Regions from separate parts of the Oryctolagus cuniculus genome. Here region 1 is linked to region 2. The links are chromatin contacts, called in public Hi-C maps. All regions are on one chromosome and are shown on one strand. Each heading gives the region's core, a stretch centred on a gene start, on an enhancer-like site or on the middle of the called end of the contact. The rest is flanking DNA. Distances are from core to core; before and after follow the strand shown.

Region 1 (4,448 bases), core at 1,690-4,189, 140 kb after region 2:
CCGAAACTGGCCAAGGCGGTGCCCAGCCTCCCCGAAGGAGGCCTGAGTGGCTGGGGGCACCTTTCAAGTCACCCCAAGGCCCACCGCACCCAACAGCTTCCCGCCCCTGAACCTGTTGTAGTGGAACCCTCCGCGACTTCAAACACAGATGTGACAGGATCAGGGCCCGGCTGGGGAGGGAAACCATGGGGACGACACTGGCACTGGTCCCCCCTCCCCCAGCCAGAAGGTTGGGGCGGGGGCAGAGGCCGTCCGAGGCAGTCAGAGGAGGGCCTGGCACCACCGGGCTGGCATTCTCACCCCTGGCCGCTCAGACTTAGGAGCCGGGGTGGCTCTGTTCTTCCTCCCCATGGCTTGGGCCCCCCAGTGAGGGGTTCCCCCTGCTGCTGATGCAGGAGCAGGAAACAGAGCACAGTGTCCCCTGGGCAACAGAACCAGGGCAGGACTCCAGCAGGCCTTGCCCACGGAGGTGGGGCCAGGCCCTGGGCCGAGCTCCTGCCACCAGGTGTTGCCCAGAGCTCCTGAGGCTCGGGGAGGGGCCGGGGGCAGGGGGCGCTTAGAGAGAAGCGGCTAAGAAAGGCAGGACAAGGAGTCAGCCAGGGCCAGCAGGGGAGAGGCTGCCCGAGCTGGCTGAGGAAGCCCCCAGGATGCTGCAAGCCCACCCCCCCCACTCACTAGAGGCACAGTTACCCCACCTCCCCAGGCAACAGTTCTTGTCCCCACAGGCCTCCAAGGGCCTGAGTAGCCCTGGGGTGATCCAGCTGCCAGCAGCACGAGGCTGGGGGCCACCAAGGCCAGCATGGGGCTGACGGCTCCAGTGTCCTGTGCCTTGGAGAGACCACCGGCGGAGGAAGCAGCCCTGGGAGCCGTGGAGCCCCCCCCAACCCCCACCAGCCAGGCACGCCTGGATCTCCACAGGTCACCCAGGCATGAGCTGTTTGGCCCACGGCAGGCTCCAGGCCAGAGGTCTCGAGAGAACAGGTAGGGTTCCTCACAGTCCAGACAGAAGGACATGCCAGGCTGGTGGGGGCGGGGGGAATCCCTGAGCTCCCTGATGTGCAAACCTGCCCAGCAGAGCCAGCCAGACCCCGGCCCCAGGAGGTAACCGAGCTGGGCTCCCGAGGTCCCTCAGCTCAGACAAGGACCTCCGCTCAACGGCCTCCAGCAGTCCCATCAGGGAAGGTGTTTGGGACACGCAGTAGGAGGGAAGCCCCGGGGAGCCCTGTGGCCAAGTCAGCGGTGCCGCCTGCCCCACACAGGACCCCTTCACAATGGAAGGGACTGGCCTGACACAGGAGACCCCTCGGTGCCTCCAAACCCTCCTGGGTGAAATGGACAGGTGTGCCCTGGCTCCTGCCCACTCCCCAGCAGGCGGGGATGCAGCAGGAGATGCTGGGGTGGGAGCAGGGCTTAAGCCGGCACGCAGATCCAACCGGCACTGCCAGACCCCAGGGACGCAGGCAGACCGGCCTGCCCAGCACCGCTGCCTCCAGACTCACACCCTGGGTGCCAGGAAAGAGAGGGCTGCCAGGGGCCGCTGGGGACCCCAGGGGCTCTACCCCCCGCAACCTCAAGCTGGAGGGAGTCAACGCAATCGGCCATCCGCAGCTTCCGGGGCCCCACGCGGACATCTCCCCAGCCAGTCTTCCTCCGCACCGGCTGGGCGGCCTCCGGGTGTGGGCAGGTTCCGAGGCCCCGCAGCAGAGTACGGGGAGCCGAAAGACCACGGCCTCGGTGCCCAGGGCACCGCGCCAGCAGGTGCCCCCTCTCGAGCCAACTGTCCCGCAGAGAAGCAGCGCGGGAGACACACAAAGGCAGGCACACAAGGGCCACATCTCCTCCACTCTGGCCCCGCAACCCCCGTGTCTCTGGCCTGGTTGCAAAGACTCGGCTTCCCGGCCTGGGGAACGTGGCCACGCGGTACCAGCTGACCCTGGCGGGGTCACAGGAGCCCGGCGCCCGGAGCGGCTCCAGCCAGACGCCGCAGGGCCGGCTGGGCATCCCGGGGAGCCGGCGGCCGCGCTGGCTGGGGCAGAGGCTTAGCGCACTCGCGTGCCCGCCAGGGAAGAGGCCAGAGTTCCACCCCACACCCTTAAAGAGCCTCCCCGCCCCCTCCCGGCCTGCCGCGCCCCGGGGGCTCCGCAAAGTTGCTCCAAGTCGCAAGGCTTCTGGTGGCAGGTGCGGGTTGAGGCGGGGCCGCGCGCAGGCGGGAGCGCGGTCACGGCCTGAGGTACAGAGCGCGCACCCCCCAGCTCCGCGCGCGAGCGCCCCCCACGGACGCGCACTCGACACCCGCACCGCTGCCCCCAAGGCTCCCGCCCAATCAGAGGCCGCGCACGCGGCGCTGCCGGCGCCCGGACCCCCTGCTCCCTGGCCTGCGTCCCCGCGGCCCCAGCCTCGCCGCAGCGGCCCGGCCCGGCCTCACTCACCATCCGGGGCGCGCCGTCCGCGCGCGGCTCTGCTCCGGGCCCGCATCCCCCGGCTCGGCTGCGCTCCAGTCCCGGCTCCGGCTCGGGTGCCCGCTCCACAGGGCTCGGCTCCGAGATGGTGGCAGCGGCGCGAGCGAGGCAGGGAGGGCGTGTGCGCGCGTGAGAGCGCGGCGTGTGCGTGTGCGTGTGCGCGGGAGGACCCTGCGCTCCCCGGCGCGGCCGGCTCCTGCCTCCAGCTCTCCGCGCTGCGATGCCGGCAGAATCCCTAACGCGCGCTCCCGGCCGCCCGGGCGCTCCCACCCGCGCACACCGAGCGCGCTAGGGCCCGCCGCCGCCTCACCGGGGCTCCGCACTCCCGGGCTCGCCCTGATGGGGCGCTCACAAAGGCCCCCGGCCCCGGCCGCCCGGAATCCCCAGAGCGCGGCCCTGCGCCCTCTGCCGGGCCGGCCGCTCACGTGCCCCGCCGCTCCCCGTGGGGACCGCGCGGGCGCTCGGCTCCTCCACCACGCCCGGCCGAACCCCAGCCCTGGAGCCCGGCTCCGCTTCCGCGCCCCCACCCGCAGGCTTCGGCCCCCCGCCCCTGCGCCGCCGCCCGCGCTGCGTGCTCTCGCGCCCCCTTCTCCTCTCGGCCGCCGCCGCCTCTCCGCTTCCTCCCCGCCCGGCTCCCCCTGCCCGGACTCTGTCCCGCGTCTGTCGCCGCCGCCCTCTCCCGCGCCCCCCGCCCCGACACCGCCCGCGCCGCCTCTCACATCCTCCGCAAGACACCGGGGCCGCTCGCGGGGCCCGGGGTGGCGCGCGCACTGGGCAGCGAAGGGACCCGCAGTGCCCCGGCTCTGCTGTCCCCTGCGCCCCCCGCTCACTCCGCGGTTCCCGGCCCCTGGCTCCGGCCCGGCGGGTGGCGACGTCCCGCGCTAGCCTCGGCGACCGCCGACACCTCGCCTTTCGCCCGGGCTTAAAGGGATAGCGCACCCGCTGCACCTGCCCCACCCCAGGGCGCCGGAGGGCGGCCCAGCCGCGCGGGAACAGCACGGGGCGGCGGCGCGGGCGGCGCCCGGCCCGCCACAGCCGAGCACGGTCCTCCGGGCCTGGAGGTGAGTGGAGGAGGAGGACGGTGGGGAGCTGCCCGGACCACGCCATCCAGAGGGCGCTCGGCGCTCCTTGGCGGCCGAGCCTGGTGTGGGACCGCATGGGCTGGGCGCCCTGGACTGCAGGGTCGGGGACGAGGTACTGGGGAGCAGCTGCCCCGGATCTGAAGACACCTGCTGCGCTGGGAGGACCCAGGTCGCCTCCCGCTCCTGCTGTGTGACCTTGGGTACTCGCTGACCCCTCTCTGCCCCTCCCTTTACCCTTTTGTGGAAGGAAGGACGTTGGCTTCCATCGTCACTGGGGGGCGACTCCCACAGGGTGTTCGCCTTTCTGGGGGCTAAGGGCTTGCCTTGAACCCCATCTCCTCCTTGCTCGTGAGATTTGGGGTGCTGCTAGGTGCTCAGGGAACCAGGGGACAGGGGCAAAGCTGTGCGGTACCAGGACCTGCTGGGTAGGACACTCTACAGTTTGCAAAGTTCCTGTGTATTCCGGCTCTCTCTCTCTCTCGACCCTCGTGACACCCCCTGGGAAGTAAAGTGCACCCCTGGGCTCTGGGCAGCAGCATTTTCTCACTCCCACCACAGACACCTGCAGGGGGAAACCTTTCATTAAACGCCCATCGTGGGCCCATCCTATGGGGGCCTGGGACGCAGGTGATATAGGAAAGCAGGGAGCGGGAGTTGTGATGGAGCTGTAGGGAGTAGAGAAAATTCGGGCAGGCTTCCTGGAGGAGGTGATGTTGACGCCAGGTATTGGAGCATGTGTAGGAGTTGGCCAGGCAGGAAGGAACAGAATGGGCGTCCCCGCCGGAGGAGAGCCTGTGCAAAACCTGGAAGCGGGAAATCGGGAGTGACGGGCAGACTGGGGCGCAGACAGACTGGGGAAGCCTCGGACTGAGGCGTTTCAACTTCTCTTTGGGGCAGCAGTGAGACT
Region 2 (4,663 bases), core at 370-2,869:
ACGGCACCACGGGCACATGCATGCACTCTGAGATGAGAGTACAGGTAGTGCCCACCTCCCAGCTCCCCGCTGTCATGGCAACCAAAAGGGCTAAGTGGGGGTGGGGATGGAGAAGGGGGAGTTGGGGCTGCAGCCCACAGAGAAGTGACACGACCGGGTTCTCCTTCTTTTTGCACCCCAAATTCAGGTCACAAGTCTGTGGGCATGTGGGTCCCCCCAGGCAGGTCCCTGGTGTTCCAGAAGGGTCAGGCCAGAGGCCAGCGGCCCTCTCTCCTGGGAGAAGATGAGGCTGGGAGAGTCAGCCCCTACCCTGCAGGTCACCCTTCAGGACCCATAGCCATGTGGCCTGAGCTCTCTCCGTGCCCAGGGCAACCCAGCAACAGTGGGAGCCTGAGGTCTGGGGCCACTGGGCTTGGGGAGGGGCTCCTCTAAACTGGACGCAGAGGGCACAGACCTGGGGAAACCACCGCGTTGACCCTCAACAGGTATCCCTTGTGCCAGCCGCAGCCAGGACCCCTGAAACCCAGGCATTGCCCATTGCATGTGCCCGACAGCCCACAGCGGGGGTCTGTGAGCCCTACTCCACGGGCACAGAGAGGTGAGGGGCAGGGCTGGGGCCAGCACCCCAGGGTACTCGGGGCAGGGGGCATTCAGCTCGCTATAGTCTAATTAACGCCACCTGCAGGGGCTTCACAGTGAGAGTCTAGAGCTGGCTGGGGTGTGGCGGGCTGGCCGAGAGTCCCAGGACCCTGAGGCTCCCAGACCAGATTCCAGCTGTGCCCCTGGGCTGAGCTGCCCCTTGCCAAAGCCAGAGCCTGAAGGCCCAGGTACCGGCCCTAGCGGCAGGGGCGTGGCTCACAAGAGGGTGTGGCACACGGTGGGGGTGATCAGAGCCGCCAGGAGGAGGGTCCTCTCTGGGGGAGACAATCTGACAGGAGAGGTAGGACCCTGACGTGCAGAGAAGGGGACAGCTAGGGAGGGAACAGCAGGTGCAAACCGTGGAGGCTGGACACGGTGGCCAGGAAACGCCCATGGGGCGGCCACAGGCTGAGCAGGTCTCCTGCCAGGGTCTCCCTCCCCAGCACTGGGGTGCACGTGGAGCTCACGGCTCGGACACCCCCTGGAGGCTGCCCGGCGCTCAGCATCACAGGCACCTCCTGGCACCAGCGCTGCCTTTGCACCCTGGCTGGCTAGGGCGGGCACGCCTGCCTGTGGCTGGAGGCAGGGAGCAGGGGCTGGGCCAAACGCTGCTCCAGGCAGTCGGGGCACAGCCCTGGCACGCCGTGCACCCCATGCCTCCTTCCCCTTCCGTGTGTCTCTCCGGCGTGGACCTGGTTTATTTTCAGCCCTCAGCACTTTTCCTGAAAGAGAACAGCTGGGCGGCAGGAGTCACAGAGGGAAGACTTTTCTGACTACTTTGCAGATTTGCCTTTCTATGAAAACTGACACCAGCACGGCCACAGCATGGACAGACAGAGATCTGGGTCCCGGCCTCCAGGTCTCTGAGCTCTGCTCTGGGGCATCCGGGGGCAGGGGTGCAAACGGGGAGGACTGCGGTACTGGGCGCGGGCCACCGGGACCCTCGGTCTCATCGCCAACGCCATCCTACAGAGGGGGAGACCGAGCGGCAGGATCCCCGAGGCCCGACGCGCACCACAGCACTAACGGGGAGCACCTGCTGCGGGCCCCGTGCCCAGCCTGTGGGGTCGCAGCTGACAACGTTCTCAGAGGGGAAGTCGCCCGGCCAAGGTCACTCAGCAGGGCCAACAGCACCCCTGCACCACGCACACAGCCCACCGCCAGGCAGAAAGCAGCGGAGCGGAGGGTTAAACCCGCACTTGTCCGTGTTCGCGCTCCAAGGCTGGGCTCGGTGCCCATGCTGACTGCAGTGGCCAAGGGCGCACGGAGCAGTTCCAACCAGGGCATGAGCCAGGCTCATCGCGCCCCACCTGGCTTCTGTGGCCGGCGGCTCCGGAGCTCCCAGCCAAGCCTGCCTGGACCTCTGGCCTGCCTTCTCTGGGGGCAGGCGCAGAAGGAACAGGCCCATCCTTGGCAGCAATGTAGAAAAGTGCGGCTGAGGCCCCCGAGACCACGCGGGCCTCCCAAGCCCCCTCCCCCACGGGCCACGCCTTGCTCACCCCACTCCCTGGGACTCAGGACGGAGGAGGGCTTTGCAAAGTGTCAAGTTCACAGCAGGGTGAGGCGGGGCTGGGCATGCTGCTGTTGACTGACCAGCACTGGGGAGGCCATGCTGATGTCCACAGCGGGCATGGTGTGTGACCCTTCAACGGCGTATGCACCCACGTGTGCGCGCGCACACACACACAAAACCCCAGAGAGCTCCAGGAAAGCAGAAGCAGCGGAAGTGAGACTTCAGATCTTAAAAGCAGGAAAAGACAATCCCGGCTCAAAAGGAGCAGGGAGGCGCCTGGGCTCCAGGAGGGACCCAGAATCGAGGAGTCCTCGCTGCTACCTTTCAGGCCGCATGCAGGGCAGAGGGTCGCCATGGCAACCCTGGGCAGGGGGAGGCCTGGACCCCCTGCAGGTTTGGCTGGGCAGTGCCCAACCCAGGCGGGACCCTGGGCAAAGGCCAGGTCGGGGATGAGGGGCTGTGTCCTGCAGGGGTCACAGGGAGGAGCGGCCGTGCTGGGCTCACACAGCCCATGGTGCAAGGGAAAAGCAGGCAGGAGGGCCTGGAGGGTGCGGGCAGGGTACCCCAGGGAGGCTCCCAGGGCACCCCAGCTCTGTTAATGCAGGCACTTCAGAGATGGGCTCTGGGGTGGATGCGGGCTTCCAAGGCCAGGAAGAGGAGGGTGGAGAAGTAATTCCGATTGGAAAGAATTCGCCGGTGTGCGCAGGCACAGAGGCCCCTCCCGACTGGATCCGGGGTGCGTGAGTGAGCTGGGGCCACGCTGCCACCTTCCCTGTTGTAGCCCAGTGCCTGAGATGCAAGGAGTTCTTTTTTTTTTTTTTTTAAGACTTTTTTTATTTGAAAGGCAGAGTTATGGGGGATGGGAGGAGAGATGTTCCATTTGCTGGTTCACTCCCCAGATGGTAGCAGCAGCCGGGACTGGGCCAGGCCAAAGCCAGGAGCTTCATGGAGGTCTCTCCCACAGGGGTGCAGGGCCCCAAGCACTGGAGCCATCCTCCGCTGCTTTTCCAGGCGCATTAGCAGGGAGCTGGATGGGAAGTGGAGCAGCCGGGATTTGGATCAGCGCTCTGATGTGGGATCTGGAGTTGCAAGCAGCAGTTCAATTCACTATACCACAGACCCGGCCCCCAGTGCATCCCATTCTTGGGAGAAATGGACTGTCACTACTTGCAAATATAGGCTTTTGTCACTTGCTGTTCTTTTTTTTAGATGTATTTATTTTATTTGAAAGGCAGAGTTACAGAGAGGCAGAGGCAGACAGAGAGAGAGATCTTCCATCCACTGGCTCACTCCCCAGAAGGCCACAACAGCTGGAGCTGCGCTGATCTGAAGCCAGGAGTCAGGAGCTTCTTCCGGGTCTCCCACCTGGGTGCAGGGGCCCAAGGATTTGGGCCATCTTCCACTGCTTTCCCAGGCCCCAGCAGAGAGTAGGATCGGAAGTGGAGCAGCTGGGACTCGAACCTGCACCCATATGGGATGCTGGCACTGCAGGCAGCAGCTTTACCCACTACAGCACAGCGCCAGCCCCATCATTTACTCTTAAGGAGAAATTGCTACCACTTTTTCCAGATGTGGGTACCTAAAGCTCTGGGGGTACCTTGGGGCCCCGGGAAGCTAAAGATCCCTTTGGGGCCTCCAAGAGGATGTCCTTCTCTCTCTCCCACCTCAAATAAACACATTATTGTTTTTAAGCCGGCACCACGCTGTGCTTCGGTGTTCCGAGTTTTCTAAGTCACACTCTAAATTCACAGGCCGCAGTCATGAGGCACGGGGCGGGGCACGGATCACACCTGCCCAGCAGCTCCGAAGGAGGAGCAACACCCTCAGACCCCAGGAGCTCTGCTGGCCAGCAGCCTGGCACGCCCGCATCACGGGGCCTGCCCAGGGGGCGGCTCACCCCTCACCTGCTGACCTGGTAACTTTTGCCCAGCCTCGTGCAGAGGGAAGGGGGCTCTAAAGGAACTAGGGGCTTGGCACGACGAGGGTTCGGGGTCCTGAGGGTTCTGGGTCCCTCGGAGGCTCTGGGCTGAGCACAAATCTCAAATTCTGGAGGAGCCCAGGGAAGCCACAAAGTAGAAAACTCGGAATCCATGTCCCGTTCATGCCCGAGCCCTGCTCCACCCGCCCATGGGGGAGAACCTCCCCCTGAAAAGGCCCAGGGGCTCCTGAACGGCTCAGGGGCAAAGGGCACGCTGTGCACCACCAGCTCGGGGAATCCTCTGCCTCTGCTGTCACTCAGGGAGCTGGGGGGATGAAGCTCACCCCACAGGGTCACAGGGGTGGAATAAGACTACAGATACCAGGGCCGGGGCAGTGGCATAGCGAGTTAAGCTGCCACCTGCAACACCGGCATCCCCTATGGACGCAGGTTTGTGTCCCAGCTGCTCCACTCCCGATCCACCTCCCTGCTAATGGCCTGGGAAACCAGCAGAAGGTGGCCCACGTGCTTGGGCCCCTGTACCCATCTGGGAGACCCGGATGAAGCTCCTGGATCCTGGCTTAGGCCTGGCC

Evidence for each region. Hi-C and Micro-C count contacts between places; a contact is called where the count stands out from the background.
Region 1: a Hi-C map of psoas muscle shows a contact between it and region 2, with 5 times the contacts expected there. The contact joins the promoter of LINGO1 here to the enhancer-like site in region 2. A contact is called at or near these places in 3 of 6 Hi-C or Micro-C datasets (ear pinna, psoas muscle and an unstated tissue).

Annotation. Positions count from the first base shown.
Region 1 is chr12:108,265,529-108,269,976 of mOryCun1.1, forward strand. It overlaps LINGO1 (leucine rich repeat and Ig domain containing 1), which reads right to left and starts at 2,940. Exons shown (of 4, transcript XM_070054640.1): 1 at 2,430-2,940.
Region 2 is chr12:108,130,027-108,134,689 of mOryCun1.1, forward strand. The region is part of intron 3 of LINGO1 (leucine rich repeat and Ig domain containing 1); the gene reads right to left. Among named protein-coding and RNA genes, the nearest start is that of LINGO1, 140 kb to the right of the region's middle. Within about 2 kb of position 1,620, at least 1 of the 8 cell types and tissues checked has an H3K27ac peak or open chromatin away from gene starts, as enhancers often do.